2 separate regions of the Mus musculus genome follow, and region 2 is linked to region 1. A link is a contact called in public HiChIP or PLAC-seq data. All regions are on one chromosome and are shown on one strand. Each heading gives the region's core, a stretch centred on a gene start, on an enhancer-like site or on the middle of the called end of the contact. The rest is flanking DNA. Distances are from core to core; before and after follow the strand shown.

What was found. HiChIP or PLAC-seq counts read pairs in DNA pulled down with a chosen protein or histone mark.
Region 2: a FOXA1 HiChIP or PLAC-seq map of pancreatic cancer cells shows a contact between it and region 1. The contact joins the promoter of Prdm9 here to the enhancer-like site in region 1. A contact is called at or near these places in 7 of 39 promoter capture datasets (the C10 cell line, the HPC-7 cell line, embryonic stem cells and 2 more), 1 of 484 Hi-C or Micro-C datasets (the HL-1 cell line), 4 of 115 datasets of contacts at active chromatin or transcription factors (astrocytes, extraembryonic endoderm stem cells, large pre-B cells and 1 more) and 4 of 9 other capture datasets (adipose tissue, liver, macrophages and 1 more).

What each region holds. Positions count from the first base shown.
Region 1 is chr17:15,064,555-15,069,662 of GRCm38.p6, forward strand. It overlaps a transcript of Ermard not described here. Among named protein-coding and RNA genes, the nearest start is that of Gm35343, 11 kb to the left of the region's middle. Within about 2 kb of position 1,382, at least 85 of the 459 cell types and tissues checked have an H3K27ac peak or open chromatin away from gene starts, as enhancers often do. A contact at or near this core is called in the HL-1 cell line and pancreatic cancer cells, where this site is marked.
Region 2 is chr17:15,560,652-15,566,355 of GRCm38.p6, forward strand. It overlaps Prdm9 (PR domain containing 9), which reads right to left and starts at 2,680. Exons shown (of 10, transcript NM_144809.3): 1 at 2,570-2,680; 2 at 2,163-2,286; 3 at 1,764-1,871. The coding sequence starts at 2,638. It also overlaps the pseudogene Gm6686.

The DNA of each region.
Region 1 (5,108 bases), core at 132-2,631:
TGTTGATTGAAGGTGCTATCTGTATGGCCAAGGCAACTGCCAAGTGTACTTGCAAACAAAGCTCACCCTGCCCTGAAGTACATGTAGTGCTGCTCATGGCTGGCTGCTCTGCAAAAGAAATAGCAAACAGAAGACCCAAGAGAAGCACATACAGAGGTTCTAAAAGATAATAAAAAAAAAGAAAAAACAAAAATGAATGACTTTTTCAACATGTAGTCCTAGGCACTGTCTCTCTGTTCCAGGAGGACAAGCCTGTTTGGGTAGACACCACTCTGGAACTCTCTAGGTTGTCCAGCAGAAAGTGGAAGAGATGAGCTGTAATTCTAGGTTGGGGTTCTGAGAGCAGAAAGAACCAGAGCTGGGGGCCATGCTGTGGAGACTGATGGGAAATCTCAGGAAGGTGACATCCCACAAAGGCGTGCTGAGTCGAGCAGGCTTTGCCCTGTCTGAGGCCTGGTTCAATCCTGGATCAAGAGATTCCTCAACTCCTGTGAGTGGATCTCTGCCAGTGGCCTCTAGAAAATATCATTTCAGGAGTCACCCTAGAAAAGGAAACAGAAGTGCAGAGGTCAGCCGGAAGGTTGGCATTGCAGACCCAATGCTGGAGAAGTGAGCACGCGCAGAGGAAGATACTGGTTCCATATTTTACCAGGCTTGTGGGCGAGCTCTATAACCTTGAGGGCTTGTCTTCATCTGTGCAGTGTTGAGGCTGACATCGCCACTGCATACCTCATCTGACTGACAGGAAGGAAAAAAAAAAGTGATGCAGCAGATGCTCTGCTCTGTGCCTACTGTATCAACCAATGCTGGCTCTTCTTCTTTTCTTCCTCATAGATGATTTGGATTCTCTCTGTCACACTGGGCTGTGTGATGCGTGTGTTGCTATGTGCGTGTCTTCACTGTATGTGACTAACATTCCAGCCGTTCACAGCCTTACATGAATTAACCATTGGGAAAACAGTGGTCTCCCTCAAGTCCTCACCTGAAGCCCCAGCTGAGAGTAGCTTTCGTTTCTTTAACCTATGGATCCGAACCTGGCACAGGTAGCACTCTTGTCAACCGACCTGGAGTTTGCCAAAGCTATGTATCCCAACAGGATCGTCAGTGGAAGCTTGCAGTCTCACTGTGGGCTGTGCTGCTAACGGGGCCTCTGTCTAGCTTAGCTCCTTGAGGGGTGAACCCCGTGATAAGGGGAAGTCACCCTGGAACACATTGATGCTGGATTCCCTTAGAGAACTTCCTAGGTCCTTTCCTGATTGTGTTTTCTCTAGTCAGACACAGGGTGGCGCTCTTCATTAAGTAATCTGCCAGCTGTGTGGGAAGACGTCTCCTGCCAACTCCTGTGACTCCAGGAAAAGGAATTCTTTCCTTTTTCATCTGGCCACAGAGAGGTAGGTCCAAGGTGACAAGAGTGGGAAGTGACCACTGGCGCCTGGCCACTGGGGCTGTGGAGCATTGCGTTCACCTGAAGGCTCGGCCTTCCGTTCATTTAATTCTGTATTGATGAAAGGCATGAACAATCACAGTCTAAAAATCTTGTCCATCTTCATGAGGGAAGATTGGGGTTGTATTGTGTGAATTAATCTCTTGGGGGAAGACATCATCGTGGCCAGTGGTGGTGACAGGAGAATGAGGGAGGGACCAAGGTCACCATTAACCAACCACCAATCACCATACTGCTGATGGGGGAGGGGAACCCTTTGTCTAAAGGGACTGGACTGAGCTTTGCAGAGAAGGAGGGGCGCAGGCTTGCAGTGGAGACTGGCTTCTAACCACCCACTCTCCCCAGCTGCAGGCTGAATTCACACCTTGACACCACAGCCAGTCTGCCAACACTGCTGCCAAAGCATGGCGCCCGCCCGTGTGGGATTGGCTTTTAGGGACTAACAAAGAAAATTCCTTACATCGGATAAAAGGGAGTGTCTGTGGTTTGTTTTATAGCCCTACTAAAACATTTTAATGAAACTAAATCACTGTGGTACCGCCAGAGTTTGGGCTTTAGAGGGCCTGGAACCAGTTTTCCTATGGGCTGTGTCTGAATTGTAGAGTGTCCATGTGAATTGACTGGGGCCAATTAAGATAAGTCTTTGATTGCATCAGAAGTTCTCCAAATGGATGGATACAGGATGTCCCCTTGACACATAATTAATTAATTGAAAATGAAATATGCTCAGTTCAAAAAAGCTACCCATAAAGTGAAGTCCTGTGCCAGCCAATGATTAGAGTTTGGGGATCCTTATAAGCATAGACTTGCCATTATAAATATTAAATGCTACCTTTACAGAAAGCTTACATAGTTTCAAAGCCTTTTGCTCAGGACTTTGAATACCCCCCAAGACAATGTTATTAATTCCATTTAGGAGGACGGTAGAAAACTTAGTTGAGAAAACCTGGAACTCACTCCCCTGTGAAGGAGGCAGGGATGGCTGGTCCTCAGCTGCTTAGTGGTCACTCTCACTGACAGTTCCTCTGAGTCCCAGAAATGCAATCTGTAATCTCAAAACCTTTCCAGCAGCTTGGCAGGGAGACAGAAATAGCCCAGCAAAATGCAAGATCAGCAAGAAAGCACTACAGTCCACAGACTGGGAGTGGAGGGCTGTGATGCTAAGGCCAGTCCTTAGGTTATGAGGTCCAGGAAATCCCAGTCAGAGCAGAGGGTAGGGGCTGCAGGTGATGCAGGGATAGTGGGCACAGGGGCCTCCAATCTCTCTGTTTCACTCTTAATTAACAAGCTTAGGACCTCCCTCATGTCTCAGCATGTAAAATTCTCATAGTATTGAATTTATTTAGATATAAGCCTTTTCCCACAAGCTGTGGCTCCTCACTTCCCACTTAAGACATTATTTTCCATGGTCCCATGCTAACCCATCCTCAGGAGCCTCTATGTTAGTTGCCAGTCTTGTTGGAGTCAAAATCCTGACTATCCATCTGGACCTGGGCAGTTCACACTTTTGGCTCTGTTTTTGTTATTTGCTTGCTTGCTTATTTTTCCTGTATTACCTTAAATGGTAGAAAAGCTAATAGTTTTGTTTTCTTCTTTAGTTGGACCCATCTTGTCCATGTCCTGGATGAGGTTTGGACCTAAGTTAGTGGCTGAGGGGTCTGCTAAATCAATGGAAACATTGCATTGTGTTTATATATTGATCTTCAGCTGCCGTGAGCTGTGTTAGTCAGTGGTGGGAACAGGAGGTGTGAAGCCACACCTTAGGGGTCCTCCACGAGGTGTGATACTCACAGGCTGACAAATGGTGGGAATATTGCTTCCCTTAAGTTCTGGTCATGTCCAGATGGTGCTAAATATCCGGTGCAACACCTCACATCCCTCCACCCCCTTTAAGCTCTGCTGTGCTAAGTCCCGTGCCTGAAGTCCCCAGTGCTTTCAAGTCCTGTGCCTGAATATCCTTGTGTTTTTCCAAGTGAAGTATCTCTAAGACCCAGGACCTGAGATTTCAAAACCATTCAGGAATCTGTTCTTATCATGCTTGTGATATTCTATGTGTCACCCTGAATCAGCCAGTCTACCCCAGTCCTGTGCCATCACACCCAACTTCATGAGTTTTTTATTTTTGGCAAAGGACCCCTTTAAGAGCTGCCAGGAAGAACAGCGTTCATGGCTACCCACAGGCCCAGGGCCGTGCTCCAATGCCAGAACTGTGCAGGCCAGACTTGCTGAGTCTGCAGTTACGGCGTCTGTGCTTTTATCTCTTTTTCCACTGCTTCCCCTTCTCCGTTTTGGAACCTACGGGATAATATGCTCTGGTCCCTTAAGGATGTAGAGGAAGGAACCATTTCCATATCCACTTGACTCAAGTTACCACAGTCAGCTGCTGGCTGAGCAAACTGACCTCAGATGAGTCACAATCTAGCTCACACAAGGTCAAAGTTCAGCCAGACTCTGAAAGTCCATTTGAGAGGTTGATGTCTGTGCTCAAGATGCCAGTGTAAGAAGGGTGGGGGACGGTGCTTGGTTCCAGCAATTCCCAGGACTTAACTCCATTCAGGAGACCACAGTGAGACCATGAGGGCCCAGCCGGGATGGGTGGCCAAGGGACAAGGCAAGAGCTGATAGGGATCAGGCAAGGTGCAGGGCTACTAAATGGGGCCCTGAAAGGCTGCTAGGCTTCCAAAGCCAGGGTGCTTCAAGCCTAAAGGGGTGTGTGTGAAATCTGGCCTCTGAGTAAAGCTGTAGGATGATAAACTAAGTCACAGAGGCCACAGGAGGGACCCAGGCAAGTGCCATTGTGACTGGAATGACAGGAGCAGAGTTACCTGTGAGCTACCTCTGTGATCCACTCATGTCACCACCACCACCCCAACCCCCCCCCCCCCATTGCATGTTACCTAGACGTGTTACCAAAATTGATCTCCCAGTCACCAGAGAAGTGAAGGACAGGGGGACAAGTAAGGGTATCAGGCTGTGGTCCAACAGGGTGTAACCTACACACTGGGGCTGTGTCAACATAAGGACACAGGTCACATCAAGGGACACTATTAGGTCACCAGGTCAGCACAGAAACCCAGTCTTCCACTCGGCATTATTGCAAGTTTCCATAATCCAAGTTTGATTCCTCCACACTCATCTTTTCCTGTCTGGCTCCTTGCTGGTTCCAGGAAAACTGTGGGCAGGTTGCAAATGTCTGAGTTGAAACAGCTCTTCCAGGGGGAGGATGCAACAGAGACTGACAGTAGGGCAAAGATATCTGCTTTGCCATCCTGCAAAAAGCTGCAGATTCCACCTGCCCTGACTAGGCTGGCTTCCAGAGCAAGCAGGCTGATCTCAGCCACAGTATTTCCACATGCCTGACACCCTGCAAACCATGGAATGATGCCTGAGTACACCAAGCAAAGGCAGCATCCGGAAGCTCCTGACTTCCTGGTGTCCTGGGGACTGTTGGTAAGGAAGCCAGCTGAGGAGCTGCTGCAGGAAGCAGCTCAAATCAGGGATCGTAGCAATTGCTTAGGAAGTGGCTTTCATCATCATGAGTCGCAAAGTAGAGACAGTAAGGAGGAAATGGAAAGTCGTTTGGTAGGGAAAATCACTCCATAGTGTTTGAAGGTCACTCCTGTAAATGCTATATGAAATTGAAGTTATTGTTCATAGCACCTCA
Region 2 (5,704 bases), core at 1,430-3,929, 500 kb after region 1:
TAATAAAGGATTAATATAGGATATAGATTAATATAGGATCTTAAGGGAATCAGAATAGCCAAGAGAATCTTGAAAAAGAACAAAATCTAAGATAACAACATGTTTTAAGTTGTTATATCCAAGGCACGGAACTATGAAACATTAGAAGAAAGACTAAAATCTGCATAACATTGCAAACATAATTAATTTTCTTGGTATAACACCAAAAAATTAAGCAAAAACTGCCGGGCGTGGTGGCGCATGCCTTTAATCCCAGCACTCGGGAGGCAGAGTCAGGCGGATTTCTGAGTTCGAGGCCAGCCTGGTCTACAAAGTGAGTTCCAGGACAGCCAGGGCTATACAGAGAGACCCTGTCTCGAAAAACCAAAAAAAAAAAAAAAAAAAAAAAAGGCAAAAACAGAGAAGTAGGATTACATTAATCTTAAAAACGTCAAACAAAACAATGGAATGAAAAGGGTAACCTAAATAATAGAAGAAAATATCTGCAAAGTGTATATATATTAAGGGGTTGGTATCTAGAATACTCAACAACCACAACATCAATATAAAGTAAGTCAAAAATAGGTGATTAGACTCAAGTTCGTTTTTATCAAATCAACTTATATTTTTGTATTCAAGTTCTATTTCCTAACATATTTGGAGATGAAGCTATTAGAAGCTAATCATAACAAGATGACACCTGAAGAGTGTGGCCCCATAATTGAATTAGTTCTTTCATAGGTAGAGATCCTATGAAAGGCTAAATGTGTTCTACACATGAACACACATAGTTCATGTGAATACACAGTGGAGATCTCTTATACACAAAGGAGAAGCCATTGTTGAAACCTGACAAGGCAGCACTCCCATTTTGGATTTCTAGCCTCTAGAACTGTAAGAAATATATTTCTGCTTAAAAATTTAGCACATGATATTTTGTTGACAGCTCTTTAGCTACCTAATTAATGCAACGAGCACACATTTCTCCAGATATTTAAGTGGCCAACAAGCATAGAAAAAAGTGTTCAACACAATTAGTTATCAGGGAAATGAAAATTAAAGTCCCAGTGATATATCATAAGAAGTAATGGCAAGGATGAGGACAAATTGGAATGCTTGAATGACCACCTTTGATGGGAATATAAAATGGCACAGCTACCAGAAATAGTAAGTCCCTCAAAAATTAAAATAGAGCTGGGCGTGGTGGCCCATGCCTTTAATCCCAGCACTTGGGGGGCAGAGACAGGCAGATTTCTGAGTTCAAGGCCAGCCTGGTCTACAGAGTGAGTTCCAGGAAAGCCAGGGCTACACAGAGAAACCCTGTCTCAAAAAAAAAAATTAAAATAGAATTACTTTATGATTTAGATTTCTTTATGTACATATAAAGAGTGAAAATAAGATCTTGAAGAGACATTTGCACAACCATGGTCATATTTACATGATTAATAATAAGCACGCAGGCTACAGACTAGGTAAGGTGCTTATCCTAGCTACTTTGGGTTTGATATTTCTTGTTCATGCCCAGATTTGTATATATTTCATATTTATTATATTTATAAATAGCATATAGTTTTCACATATTTTAAAATGTACAGGAATAGATTCTTACTATTAATTTTGCATTGCATCTTGTTTGTTTGCTGACCCTTGATTCTGAAACACCCAGTTTTCAGAAGTTGGTTCTGAGACATTATGGAACCTAAATCTGGCTTGGTTTCCGATGGGTACTTCTAAATTCTCCTGCCCCCTCACCTCACTTCTAAACTCTCCTAGCCTCTCCTCACCTTGTTGCTTAGGTGTCCACTCTTCATCAGAATCCTCACTGTCATTTATTTGGGGTTTCATTGCTTGCCTTTGGTAACACATGAAAGCTGGTCTAGGGGCTCTGAGACCTGAAAAGCAGCAAAATATTCCTCTTAAAAAGGCCCTAGAGGATGGAACAAATGTATCACAAGGCCAGGTAGGCTCTGGGTGTGGAGATGAGATCTCTACAGGGCCAGTGCTAACATTTAGTCCTGGACACACAGACACACACACACACACACACGTTTCCTCTAAACTTGTCTCCATTGGGAACTGTACCACTGTAGATACCTGGGAAGACCCTAACATAACATGGGAACATGGGAACTGAGATTTTATTTTTTTAATCTAGACTGGTTCAACCGAAGACTTCTTGTTACCTATTGAAATCAGCATTTTATAGTTCCTTTTCACATTTCTATAGCGAATTTTCTCCCACTCTCCCATCTCTGCCCATTCTTCTTTGGAGAAGTATATGGAAATGTCTTTGAATTCATCTTTGACCTGGGGGAAAAAAAATAAAAACAAAAAACGGAACATGCTGGGCCGGGCTTGGGACCCTGGAATGTGGTCTCAGTGACCAAGGTTATCCTCCCATTCCCAGAACCTTCTTTAAGCAAACACTGGATGTTCATGCTGACAGAGCAGTTGCTAATGAGCCTTTCCTCTCTCACATATCGGGACCCACCTTCTTGTCATAGGAAAAATCAATATGGTATTGGTACTCAAGGCTGTTTGCCTCTGCCCACCCCATGATCCTCCTGACTCAAGGATAACTTCGTACTACCTTGGGTTTCCACTCGAATTTCCCTGTATCTTCTTCAGGACTATTTTCTTCCAGCTTGTTGGTGTTCATGGTGCAGGACATTTCACTGGAGAGGTCCAGGGTCCTATGGTCCTATGGATGAAGAGGTAACTAAGGGCCTTAGGCGATCAGAGATGCCCACCAGCACATGGGAAGGAGCTAGGGGCTGGGAATCCATGCAGCCAACACAGGCAGCTTCTTCGGACTCCGAGGTCTAGTACTCTGGTGCAGGAGCAAGGATTCTGGACTGAGCCCTAAACCTAGGCACCGACCCTCCGTCCGGGTCAGGACCTGCGACAGCAAGGAAGGAAGATTCCTCCCGCCAACCGGTGTCCCCCCCCACCCCATTCCCACTTGCTCTTCATCTGGACCAAGGAGTCAGCCAGGGTCTGAAAGATGTTTTCAGGTAAATGGATTCGGGAATCCCGAGTACAAGGGATTGAAGTCCCTCTGGTGAAAATGTAGGAACGCTCTGGCTGAGATTTTAACTTTGGGGACCTCGGGCTGAGGAGTGGGGTGCATCAGATTGAAGGAATTGGGTTCGTAGGCTAGAGGAGTCTTTCAGGCTGTGAAATAAGGTTTGGAGACTCGCAGTCTGACGAGATTTGACGATTATGTCACGAAGAGTTGGGATTTGTCACGTCGGAGGTATTTAGGGTCCTGCGGGACGAGAGCATTTAGGATCTCTGGAAGCCAATCTGGAGTGACAGACAGGTCCTCGAGACCGAGGGCGTCTGGGGTCTTTGGGGCTTAGGAGAGTCTCTACGCTGAGAGTCCAGGTTTCCTGTCTGGAAACTTAGTCTCTCTGAGGCGAGCTACCCAGGTTCCTCAGGCAGAGGCTGGGTTGGTTCCGCACAAGTGCATTTGGGACCTCACTCAGCCAAAGGGCGTTTGGAGTTCCCGAGAAGCTGAGGTGACCGGGTGTGTGCGTGTGAGCGCGCGCGCGCGTGTCACGCTGAGGGGGTCCGAATCTAATTTAGGGGATATGGGGTCTCACGGGCTGAGCCTAGAAAGCCTCGCTGGTCCTGAAGGTTTCGCCTGCACTCATGGTCCAGAATCCCGCGGCTCTGAGGCCACCGCCGGCGTTCGTCCCTCTGAGGAGTTCCGAGGCTGACTGACAGGAGAATCCGCCAATTGACAGACAGCTGGCTGAGGGGCGGGAACAAGAAAAGCGGAGGGCGGAGCTCTGCCTGTCAGTCAGGGTGCAATTCCTGCCCGTGGCTTTCTCCAGGCTGCCCCTCCCCTCGCTGGGATTGCCAGGCCCCTGCACGAATCAGGTAGTGGCCAGCGCGCAGGCGCACACTTGTTCTCTGTGCGGCGTCCGTTCCTTCAGACTCCTCTTTTTCAATGTGGCAGGCTGTGTTACCTGACCTGTGTCCTGTCTACTAAAGGTCTTAAAACCATGGAGCAGAGCTTTAAGTGCTTAGGTCTGCTCTAGAGTGGGGTTTCAGTCAATCTCCAATTGGAGCTGGGCACCGGGAAGCCGGGGATGAGGGTGGGACCGGAAGTCCAGCTTTGGCAGGCATACCCTGAGCTCACGTCTCGCCTGAGATAAGTAGCTTAATCAAATAGATAGACAAAATCAAAACAAATAAGGCTCTCCGGAAAAGAACCTAAAAATTAGGCTATGAAAGAGTTTAAAAAAAAAAAATTTAAAAGCCTCTAATTTAACAATAACTTTAATAAATAAGCACATAGGTTTACTAAAATGTTCGTGGCGTAATAATAGAGTGCCTTGGCTAATATAAATCGTTATTACTGAATAGAAATTAGCTTATAAGAGGGGTGGAGAGATGGCTCAGTGGTTAAGAGCACTTACCGCTCTTGCAGAGTACACACATTCTCTTCCATCACCATCGCGGGGGCAGCTCACAACCCCTCACCCCGTAACTCTAGTTCATGGGATCTGATGACTTTGATGACTTACGTGGTGCACTTACGTACACTTAGACCTACGAAAATACACATAAATAAATAGATCTTTTAAAAAGAAATTAATTTAAAATGTCTAGTGATAAGAATACGAACTACCCGCTGCTAGTGCAAAATAAACAGGCACAGGTGCGATACCCCAACTCTAGTTTGACTTTCCCTTCAATTCTGCTACCTAAGCAATATTAGACTTTTAAATATATATATGTATATATTATTATATATATTATATATGTGTATATATATATATACATATGTATATATATGAGATTTAAGAACTTTTGATAGTGCTGTGAACGCACTGTTTATTGGCTGCCCTAAGTTTGAAATATGTAGACACAATCAGCTTAAATCTATGACTGACTTCTTTTTTTTGTTTGTTGGTTTGTGAAAGAAAGATGAAATTTCAAGACCTGTAAGTCATATAAAGTACTCAGAAATTGCTGGTTGTTTGTGAGCCTAGAGGCTGCCTGGGGCTGAGAAAAAAGAAAAACAAACCTGGGTATGCCCCGTAGTTAAAACATTCCTGGGAACAGCTTAACCATAAGATAAAGGGGAATGTGAGGACATAACAGGGCTATCTGAACTGAGTCAACAACTCACAGAACTCTGACATCCTACAAGTACATGTAATTTTTCTGCTGATGTTTGAATAAGCCAATAGTGTATCGCTATGCTGAATTCCACACACCTAAGCCCCTTACCCCATAAAAACCCCTAGCTTTCGAGCCTCGTGGCTATCTCCTATGTGGGATGCATGTTGGTCCGGAGCTCCGTAATTAAACGACCTCGTGTAATTACATCAAGGTGGTCCTTCGTGATTTTTTGGGTGCACACCAAATCGGGAATTGAGTGGGGGTTTCCCCTCTAGGTTCTAACATTTTTTTTTTCACCTGTGATGGAGTTTATTGTGGAGAAAAGTAACAGAACTTGGCTGGATAAAGAAAGGAATTTGGACATATAACTAGTGTGGGTGCTTAGCCCCAAGCCTCAGCAGCCCAGCCATGGGTCTGCACGGTTCTTTCGCATCAAGAAGTTAATCTTTCGAGTCATTTCCATGTTGTAGATCCTCCAGCATGTTTCATAGCTCTCCCACTGGTGGCAGCAAGGCTTCTCATAGTAGCGTCGTCGCTTTATGACTTCCGTAAGCCCATCCGTGGTAAGGATTCTGTTTAGGGTCCTGCA